Linked DNA regions of Mus musculus: all the other regions are linked to region 2. A link is a contact called in public HiChIP or PLAC-seq data. All regions are on one chromosome and are shown on one strand. The core of a region is the stretch at or near the end of the contact, and the rest is flanking DNA. Distances in the headings are between cores, read along the strand shown. Region 1 has its middle 23 kb from the start of Gm32897. Region 2 overlaps Clstn1 (calsyntenin 1). Region 3 has its middle 37 kb from the start of Gm572.

The links. HiChIP or PLAC-seq counts read pairs in DNA pulled down with a chosen protein or histone mark.
Region 1: a contact with region 2 is called in an H3K27ac HiChIP or PLAC-seq map of embryonic stem cells, with 4 times the contacts expected there. The contact joins two enhancer-like sites.
Region 3: an H3K27ac HiChIP or PLAC-seq map of embryonic stem cells shows a contact between it and region 2, with 3 times the contacts expected there. The contact joins two enhancer-like sites.

What each region holds. Positions count from the first base shown.
Region 1 is chr4:148,721,992-148,725,865 of GRCm38.p6, forward strand. No RefSeq gene overlaps it. Among named protein-coding and RNA genes, the nearest start is that of Gm32897, 23 kb to the right of the region's middle. Within about 2 kb of position 2,465, at least 33 of the 459 cell types and tissues checked have an H3K27ac peak or open chromatin away from gene starts, as enhancers often do. A contact at or near this core is called in embryonic stem cells, where this site is marked.
Region 2 is chr4:149,598,312-149,601,657 of GRCm38.p6, forward strand. The region is part of intron 1 of Clstn1 (calsyntenin 1); the gene reads left to right. Among named protein-coding and RNA genes, the nearest start is that of Clstn1, 14 kb to the left of the region's middle. Within about 2 kb of position 1,475, at least 14 of the 459 cell types and tissues checked have an H3K27ac peak or open chromatin away from gene starts, as enhancers often do. A contact at or near this core is called in embryonic stem cells, where this site is marked.
Region 3 is chr4:148,678,829-148,682,197 of GRCm38.p6, forward strand. No RefSeq gene overlaps it. Among named protein-coding and RNA genes, the nearest start is that of Gm572, 37 kb to the left of the region's middle. Within about 2 kb of position 1,908, at least 35 of the 459 cell types and tissues checked have an H3K27ac peak or open chromatin away from gene starts, as enhancers often do. A contact at or near this core is called in embryonic stem cells, where this site is marked.

The DNA of each region.
Region 1 (3,874 bases), core at 1,215-3,714, 880 kb before region 2:
TTAGAGGCCTGAACCACCTGCCCCCAGCTCCAAACTTGCCACAGTGACCTCATGGCAGGTGTCCCATGTGGCTTCGGCCTTTCGGTCTGGGTATAGTGACAAGAGTGTGATTATGTGTGCCAACTCTAGGAAAAAGCCAGGCCACACTGAGGGGGTGAGCACGGGGGCCCAGCCACCCTCCAGCAAGCTTCAGTGTGTTCTGGAGGACACTAGGCGTAGACCCAGGATGAAGCATGTTTTTCAGAACCTGAATCTGAGGTGGGTGAACTGATTAGTCACACCATTTACAGAAGGGCTCTTCTGGGGTCTCCTACCAGTGCCTGGCGTCCATTTCTTCCTGGCCAGCATGCCAACAGTTTAGAAAGCTAATATGTACTTCTAAAGGTTTATGGGTGTTTTGTGTGTTCCTTTTCACTGTGTGTGTGTCTTCTGTACATATGGGCTCACTCTGTGTGTGTTGGGGGGAGGGTCAGGAATTGACATCCACCTTATTTTGTAGACAGGGTTACCCACTGAGCCTGGGGCTTGCTAATGAGGCCAGGCTGGCTGGCCTGTGAGCTGAAGGCCTTCCCTGCTGGGATTACAGGTCATTGTTGCTGCACAGGTTTAGAAGTGTGCTCAGTATTTGAACTTGGGTCTTCGCTCTTGAGCGGTGGACACTTTACCTATTGAACCATCCCTCTAACTTCCCAATACCTCCTGCTTGTGGCTTGATGAAATGACTTTTTTTCTAATCTTCAGGGGGCTTTCTGAGGTAGAGGCTGACAAGGTGTGGGACGGACAGATGAACAGAGAGGCCAGTGGCTTGGAGAGAGGTTGTAACAACTTATTTAAATCTGGGAATTGCTCGCGGGTGCTTGGTGGTTAGAATGAGGTCCTAGGGATTGGGGGTGGGGTCGCAGGACGTGGGAATGTGGAGAAGAATCAGGGCTCCCTAGGGTTTGCCTGTGGCAACAAGGAAGACTCCCCTTTGCTTTAGAGTCAGGTCAAGCAAGAGACAGAGGAGACCAAGAAGGCGGAGGAGGAGAAGGCGGCCAGGGAGATTCAGAAGGCCCCCACGTGTCAGAAATGGTGGCAGAAGTCTGATCTTGGTATCCAGGAGGCTGAGGCTAGCCTGGGCTACACAGTGAGACCCTGTTTCAAGGACGGGAGGAAAGAAGGGAAGACAGTGACTTCCGATGGCCTGAGACCTGGGTCCTGGGTGCCACGGCTGGCTGTCATGGCTGCCCTGGCTGGCTGTCATGGCTGCCCTGAATGTAGACAAAGATGAAGGGAGGCTTGGAGAAGAGAGACCAGGAGGCAACCCGCTGAGCTTTCCCCAGACATTTGTCAAGGAGCAGCAGGTGGGTGCTGGAGCGGAAGTGGATAAAGGAGAAAGGAACCTGCCGGAGGAAAAGAGGCAGGACACAGGAAGCTTTCTGATTCCGGAAGTGACGCATTCTGCTATTTGGGAGGTAAGTGGGGTGGAGCCTAGAGGGAGGGGCTAGCCAGAGATGGCAGAAACCACACTGCCAATCCGCCCCTCCCCAATCCCCCCTCCCACGAGACTGCGACAGTACCACCACAGTAGCCCCAAAGGATGTCCTGCTTGCTGTGTGCCCCACCCACCGTGGGGAGTTCAGGCCTTTTGCAGCAAGACTCTTTGCCGTAGTCCCCAGGATTTTCTGCCGGGGCAGGAATTATGGTTCCCGTTCTGCTGGGCAGATGCTGAACCACTGAGCTACATCCCCAGACCTACAGAGAGGTTCATTCACTTGCCCAAAGGCCACACAGCTTTTAAGAAGCAGAACTAGAATTCAACCTTGATGTTGCCCCACTGCCTGGCTACCCAGGTGCCCAAGAGTTCCCTGTCCAAAGGATGGTGGATGGGCCTTGTTGACTTGGCTTCTGGATCAGCCAGGGTATGCATGCCAACACTGGGGATGTGTGGGTCAGGAGTGATTTCCCAAAGGGCTGGCTCACTTTAGTTCTCAAGAATGCAAAAAATACTGTTAAAAGAGTTGTTCAAGGGGTGTGGAAATGCAACCCCAAGGTCAGAGGTCAGAGAAGTGCCAGGGATTAGAGAAGCCTTGACTGGAGGGCGGGAGGAGGGGGGGGGGAACCAGAGATGGATGTGGTAATTAAGCTTGCCATCCCAGCACTCAGGAGGCTGAGGCAGGAAGACTGCTGCAAGTTCCAGGCCAGACTGGGCTGGGCTTCAGGGTGCCTGCTCTGTCTCACAAAAGCAAAAGAAATGGACAGCCCTGGTGGTGGTGAAGGTAGTGTGTGTGTGCTGTGTTTCCAGACCTGGCCTGGCTCAATGAAGCAGTCCTGACGGAAGACTCAGAGGCCTAGAGGCAGGAGAGCCAGAGGTGAAGCTGTACACGGCCCATTCATTGGGTGGGTCCCCGCAGCACAGCGCCCGCCTTGCAGGAGCCAGCTCGCCCCGCCCGCGGGGGTCGCCCGTCCCAGGCCGGGAAGTCTAATGTGCCCGCAGCCGTTCCGGGGAGCGGTCCCCCGCCGCGCTAATGTGCGGTCGCCCCGCCCGCCAGCAGTGGTGCCCCCGCGCCGACCCCGAGCGCAAATCGATACGCATCAGGCGGCGGGCTGCCCCGTCCCCTCCCTGCCCACACCCCTCTCTCCAAGCTCCCTTCCTCCCTCTCGGATACCCCGGACCTGCCTCCGCCCTCTGGCTTCCTAGGAGCCTGGGAATCCCGGGTGAGTGGATAGGGGCTTAGGGCCAGAGCGTGCTCATTCTTTCCCCAAGGCAGGGACCCGGGGAGGGGGATGAATGAAACACTCCAATGCAAAACATCAGGGGTGACGGTGGCCCCTGCATAAGAGAAATCAAGACAAGTAAAAATTAAGGCCCGGGAATGTGGCTCAAAGACACAGCTCTATGGCACATAAATTAGATGTGGTGTGCACACCTGTAATCCCAGCACTCGCTCTGGAGTAGAGGCAGGAGGGTCCTAAATTCAAGGTCAGTCCTCAGAGGCTACAAAGTGAGCTTGAGGGATAAGGGAAATCATGCTTCAGGTTAAAATGAAAAGGCTTGGTGGACGATAGCTCAAAGGCTCAAGCGCTTGCTTTGCAACAAAGAGTTCGAGCCTACATAAAAGCTGGCAGGTGTACTGGCACCCTGCTAGTCCAGGTGGGCACGGATGATCCTCAGAGCAGGCTAGACCATCAGACCAGGGGAGCCCCAGGCTCACCAAGAGACTCCAATAAATTGGAGTGTGGGATCAGCATGGAGACACTGGGTGAAGTCACTCACGGAGGAAATCTGGGGACCTGAGGTAGATCCATGGAACCCATGGGTCACCCGAAGGAGAGAGCTCACTGCCACACATGCACCATGGCACCTGTTCCCATTTACCCCACGCCCTCCATGCTGTGATAATAAGTAAAAAATTTAAAGATTAATTTTTTAAAAAGGTGGAACCTGACAGAAGATACCAGGCACCTCTGACCTTACAGGGCCACACAGGCCCGCGCGTGCACTCGCACACAGGCCCACAGGCCTTCGTTCAGGCACACACACCACACGCACATGTACATGTGATAACTACATAAGTTAAAAAAATTAAGGGAAAAATTAATGCAAAAAAAATCCTCAGTGATCAAAAATAAATCAAAATTTTAAATGAAGCTGAGATCAGTAATGGTTGAGCAGAGCCATATTGGAGCCTGGGGCAAAGGGAAAAAAAATATCAAGAAGCTGGATCCTGTTTCATTTAAATGTTGAATTCTTTGTTCATCCCAGATTGCTCACTGGGGGACGGGTTGTCACTGAAACTCGCTTTGGGGACCAGTAATGACAGAAGAAGAAATGCCAGCACCTTAATTACCTTAAAAGTATTATTGGGGGGGAGGGTTGAACCCAGGGCCCCCT
Region 2 (3,346 bases), core at 225-2,724:
CTGGGTTAAAGACGTGCGCCACTATGCAGCCCCAACAGTCTTGACTTTTCATTTTAAGAGGGAGTCACACTATGTTATCTGGGGTTGGTCTTGAACTTTTAGCCTCACGCAACCCTCCTACCTCAGCCTCTTGAATAACTGGAACTACAAGCTGAGTGAATTTTCTTTTAGAAAATCAAGGGCTAAAGAGATGGCTCAGTGGTTAAGAGCACTGACTGTTCTTCCAGAGGTCCTGAGTTCAATCCCCAGCAACCACATAGTACCTCACAACCATCTGTAATGGGATCTGATGCCCTCCTGTGGTGTGTCTGAAGAGAGCAATGGCATACTCATATACATAAAATAAATAAATAAATAAAAATTCAAATATACACTGGTAAACTGAGGCGGCTGGTGCAGGAGGTATTTTCTCTCTCCCCACTCAGATCCTGTTGTCGTAAACTGGCCCTCAGCACACTCTGACCTCTGGTATCTTCTGAGCTGTGCAGCAGCTAAGAGCCAGCTTGGTTCTGACAGTGTTTTCTCGGACCACAGTCATGTGTGATTCCAAGATGATCTAGAGGTCACACGTCGGGTCACAGTTTAAAGGACAGCAACTTGAAACTCAAGTAATATTTTCTGCTTGGAAATGTTAGAAACTCTGTGACCACAGGAAGTTTACTCAGCCCGCAGTAAGCGTGAGTGGGTTAGGAAGACAGTGTAGTCACACACAGACACCACCGCATGGGGAATCATGGCCTGTAACTCCCTGAGTCACGTGTATGCTGAGGAGATGGGATGAAGAGTTGAGAAGGTGGAGAGAGATTTCCAGTTTCTTGAGTTCTGCACCAGGGTGGGTAAGAAGGTAGACACCGGCCTGTCTGTTGTGGTCTCAAGGGAGAAGAATGGAGCCAGAAGGGAAGAGAATGGAAGAGCCTCCTGGTGCCCCTGGGTCAGGTCAGGTGGTGTGTCTACCATGGGGACTGTCTGACCCTTTCTGAAACTTACTCTTGCTGTCTCCAGCTCCCAGTGCTGGGTTTCTCAGCCTGGGCCATTTCACCTGCCTTTCAGGAACTATTTATTAATGTGCATTACATAAAGCCATGACTGATCAAATGTACCTAAGAGTTTGTATTAAAGAATTTAACTTAAGAATTGCTGTTTGAAACTGCCCCCTTGGGCTTTCCAAATTATTTAATCTATAAGAATCAGGTTTTACTCTCTTGTCGAAGTATTTCAACAAAGTAGAGAGAAAAGAGTGAAAAGACAATGAGGACACCACGCACACGCACACGCGTACACAGCAGGAATGGCTTTACCACAGCACAGAGATTTACTTGTTTCCTCTTGCTATGAGCCTCATTAACCGTGAGGGGCTCCCTGGAGTGGGGTTCTGGCCCTCTGGCCTGGCATTGCTTGTGGTACAATACAAGCCACCCTAGCCCAGGGAGGCATTGTCACAGTTGGAGCCCTCAGCGTGGTATTGGGTTAGCTATGTGCTTTTGAGCTACAATACTTTGCTTGGTTTGGTCTGGTCTGGTCTGGTCTGGTCTGGTCTGGTTTGATTTGGTTTTTTAAGACAGGGTTTCTCAGTGTAGCCCTGGCTGCCCTGGAACTCACTCTGTAGACCAGGCTGATGTCCAGCTCACAGAGAACCTCCTGCCTCTGCATCCTGAGTGCTGGGATTTAAAGGATGTGCTACTGTGCTGGACCCTACTTTGCTTTCTTTAAAAATAATTTTTTGGGGGTGGGCAGGATCTCATGTAGGGGATGCTGACCTCAAACTAAATTGTATAGTTGAGTGTAGTTGTTGGGGCTGAGTGTCTTTTTCGTCACTGGGGTCTCTGAGCTCCTCCAGCAAGCCGCTCAGGGGAGGCAGAACACAGTCTGTGATAGGGGTCCCAGGTGAGAAACAGTGGGGGCTGGGATGGATGCTAAGGTTCCTGGCCTCCTGTGTACCCAGATGTTGCTGGTGACATCGGGGAGTTAGGAACTGGGTCCCTACAGGCCAGGCAGGAAGGGGATGGCTGAGCCCAGGAAGTGGGCGGGATCCAGTATGGAGTGTGGAGGGGCTGGAAGAGAGAGGGACTGCTCCAGGAGACTTAGGCATGCTCTTCACGATGAAGGCCTCACTCAGCCATGGTCCTTGATAGAGGAGCCTGTCCTTGCTGGTCCAAACTGCTTTATTTGATGGCAGATGTGAATGCATTCATCTTACTCAGGGTGAACCAGGAATTAAATACTTTTGTGGAAGGAATGCCCGGGAAGGTAAGCTCATTGGCTAAACACTCGGGACCTATCTAGATACCTCATTAACAAGGAGAACTCCAGGGTTTATGCTACATGACCAGTTGTCATGGTCCTCGCACTGGGCTGTCTTGGTTACATGTTCCAGAGCAGGTCTTTGGCAGGGAGCTGGCCTCACGCCTACTGTTCTCAATTCTGAGAGTTCCCGGGGTTTAGGCTTGCTCGGCCTTACCAGTCCTTCTGTCCACTTGCCTTACAGAGCATGACCTTGAACTCACGACCTTCCTACCTTCATCTCTCAAGTATTGAGATTACAGAAGTGCACTATCATGCTTCCATTTCTTTTCTTCTAAAGATCTATTAATTTTTATTTTTAATGTATGAGTGTTTTCCATGTATGTGTGTGTATGTATATGTATGTGCAGCACACACATGTAGTGCCTATGTATGCCAGAAGGGGATGTTGGAGGGCCCTCTGGAACTGGAGTTACAGGAATTTGTAACCATCCTGTGGCTCCTGGGAACCAAGCCTGGTCCTCTGCAAGAGCAGCCAGTGCTCTTAATCACTGAGCCACCTCTCCAGCACACTTCTGAGTTTTCTTGGGAGGTGGTTGATACTGGGGTTCAAACCTCACATATGCTCTGCAAATACCACCAAGTTGGCCTTCTCTTTTGAACTTCAGTTGTTAACAATAACAACAAATTATCACCTTTGTGTACCCTCCCAAGACAGCCCTTGCAAGCCCGTGATGTAGTGCTGACCTTGTAAAGTGCCTGCCTTTTATTAAGCTGTGGTGAATGAAGCCTGTGTTTGCTGTCTGCTTCATGTTCCTGAGGAAACTGTTGGGATTTCTCCGGCATCAGGCTTTACCCGGGGACAGTTCCACCCTCGGGACCTGCCCAGTGCCCGTGGGAAAGGCTGTGAACTGCTGACCCCAGGGCTTGTGCTTTGGTGTTATCCTTGATAAGGCCAGTGACTTGGTTTTGCTTAGACAACATTCCTTACATCTGGCTCCCCTGACGGTGCTCTGCCCCATCTGCCCCAGTCCCCTCTGCCCTCGTGTGTGTGTGTGTGTGTGTGTGTGTGTGTGTGTGTGTGAGAGAGAGAGAGAGAGAGAGA
Region 3 (3,369 bases), core at 658-3,157, 920 kb before region 2:
TCTGCCACTCACCTCTCCTCGTCTCCACTTCTTCAAGGCCACCTAGCTTTGGGACATCACAGACCAGGGCATAAACACATAACCCAGAAGTTCTGTGAACCTTGAGCTCGTTCCCAAGTCCTGAGTGTATTGTACCAACCTGCATCCTTGGACACCAGACAAAGGGCATGGAGTTAATGAAGTCATCAGGCCCCAAGTGATGATAGATAGAGCTCAGCAGGCAGAGAACTCGCCTAGCGTGAGGCTCAGGGCTTTGATCCCCAGCACAGCGGTGGTACACATCTGGAATTCCAGCACACCAGAGGTGGAAGTTCAAGCTCATTTTGAGCTACATGGCACATTCAAGACCAGCTTGACATAGGTAAATAAGACTATATCAAGCCGGGCATGGTGACACACGCCTTTCAATCCCAGCACTCGGGAGGCAGAGGCAGGCGGATTTTTTTCTGAGTTCGAGGCCAGTCTGGTCTACAAAGTGAGTTCCAGGACAGCCAGGGTTATACAGAGAAACCCTGTCTCGAAAAACCAAAACAAACAAACAAACAAACAAACAAGTCTGTATCAAAATAAAATAAAATAAAATAAAATAAAATGAAATAAAATAAAATGATCGCTATGAATGGTCCAGCAATTCCCAGGGCAGGAAGAGGCTAGGCCTGGCTTGGCCTGGGCTCTGGATGCTCTTCTCAGGCAGAATAAACAATAGGCAGCCATTTCTTTCCCCTCAGCTAACTCTCCTCACCCTCTCAAAAGTGGGAAGTCTTCTTTAATTAAAAAGTGCTCGGGGTTCCATGCAGGACTCCTGTTCTCTTTTAAGACGTAACAACACTGACTCTATGGCCCCTCCTACACTTGATGTGCCAGGGCCAGAATGGTACCCATGACCAATTCTGGGGCTATGGCAGGCATACTCGTGAACATCGTCCCTGCCTTGGGGACATCTAATTTTCTTGCCGAGACCTCCCAGGTCTTGCAGGCAGGCATCTGTTTATGCCTGACACATCTGTGTGCCGTGACATCGTGGAAAGGGGTTCTGTGGGGTTGGGGTTGTGGGGTCTTAGCCAGTCTAGGCTATTCAATGTGATTAGACATCATTTGGGTCCCTTGGGTTCTAATCTTCTCCTCCCCAGAGTCTCAGCCAGTAAGCATACATACACTGTACTTCTTCCTTGTCTGTCCTGCGCAGCAGTCAACACAGCCAGAAAATCCCTGGGTTTGCCTCTGTGAGTACCAAGCCTGTGGCCCTGGACTCTCAGATGTCCTCTGCTTCCCGTGATGGCTTCCTGTCACGGCATACCCTTTTAGCGCCGGCTGCAAGTCTCTGTTGGGTATTTGAATCTCACTTAAACTGGAACTGTACTTATTATCAACTCAGTAATTCTCCAGATTAGGGAGTAACCGAACTCCCGATCCTCTATCTTCCGAGTGCTGGGATTACAGGCATGAACGGCCTTGCCATATGTCACTCATATAAGGCTGGACATGGAACCGGAGGCATCGTGCATGCTAGGCAAGAACCCTACCAACTGAACTATGTCTCAGGCCTATCTCCTCTCCCCAGCCCTCCTTTTTCCTCTTTGGAGACCCAGGGTGAGCCATTCCACACCCCAGCACTGTGCCCTTCAGAGTGAGGTCCCCAGCCAGCAATGCCTACATTCCCTGGGAATTCACTAGAAACACAAATCACTAGGGTGGTTTTGTTTTTGTTTTGTTTTGAGACAGGGTGTCATGTAGCCCAGGCTGCCCTGGAACCCTCTGTGTAGCCAAGGCTGACCTTGAATTTCTGATCTTCCAGTTTTCCTTCTCTCAGTTAAAGAGATTACAGCCAAGTCCCACCCTGCTCAGTTTAGATATGCAAATTATTAAACTTGGAATGTCCCTCAGTTACCAAAGTCTAGCTGGGCCACTGCATTATCTTAACGAATGAATTGGACCACACCCCAGATGACAGATCAAGAAATTCAGTCAGTGAGGCCTGATAGTTTGCATTCTAACAAGACTTCCTGTGGATTCAGGAGGTGCTCCATTGCACACAAGAAAACAACTGCTAGGGAGAGAGAGAGAGAGAGAGAGAGAGAGAGAGAGAGAGAGAGAGAGAGAGAGAGAGAGAGAGAGAGAGAGAGAGAGAGAGAGAGGAGACTGGTACTCCCTAAGTCAAAGAACTCCTTTGCCTCTAAAATAAAGGCTACATTCTGTTTCAAAGTCTTGCCACCACCATCTGCCCACTGTAAGCAGGACCACCCCTTTGAGGAAGAAAGAAACGATTGTTTCCATTTTATGGATGCAGAAACTGAGGCTCACAGCCTGATCCAAGGTCACATAGATAGCTGGAAAATAGTAACTCAAGGTCTTCATATTCTTAGGCAAGGAATCCTTCCAGCACACCTTGAGTCTTCAGAATTCCTTTAGACCAAAGAAACAAACCCAGGTCCTATTGGCCAGGAAGGAGATCTGCCTTCCAGCTTTCTGCCCAATTTCCAGTTGCAATCACAAGAGAGAGCATCCAGGAAGCATAAATTTTGCCTGGCAGTTGAGTAAGAGCTCTGAAAGGAGTTACACGTCAGGGAGATGGGACTTTATTTCTCAATGAAATAGCCTTTTTATGGCTGGAATAAAAGTGCCAGGGGAGCCTAATGCCAGGAAGCAGAAAGCACATTTGATAAACTCCTCCAGCCAGGGCGGGGCTGCATGGGAACTCACCGCAGAGTTCCCCACGACACCAGTGCATGCTTCTCTGTAGATCCGAGTCCTGCCTGGGAGAGATCTTGGTTAAAGGTGGTGGTGGGGTCGTGGGCGGCGGTCCTCGTGGCCCTTCTAGATGGAGAATGGCTGACACTGGACCCCAGAGCCTGAAGCTGGGTCTCCAGTTAAAAGTGGAGCTGCAATGTAAAGAGCAGCCAGCAGGGGGCAGCATAACACACTGTTCCAGCCTGACCTGGGGCTGCTACAAGGGTTGGGGGCTTAGGGGTGGGGGGGCCTCTGGGGTACAACCCTCAGAAGAGGTCAGCGGTAACTCTCTCCCTAGGAAGTCTTCCTCCTCCTTTCAGCTTTTCTCTTCAGCCTTTTCCTATCAAAGAACAGTTCCCCATAAGGTGGGGTAGGGTTTCCCTCCCCTGTCTTGCCCACTCTCTGGCTGTCTTCTTAAGCTTCGACAAGTTTATCTTTGGACTTGACTAACCCATTGATTTCCTCCCAATGGGGTCTTTCAGATAGTCTTAGTGTAACTACGTGCAAATGGGCAGAGTTTGTAGGTTTTGGGGGCACCACCTTCATAGTCCCGGGGCGGCGGTGGGGAGGGTGGGGGCGCGAGAAAATCCTGAAGGGCAAAGGCAGCAGGGAAATCTCCTTTCTGAGTGTGTGTGATTGGCA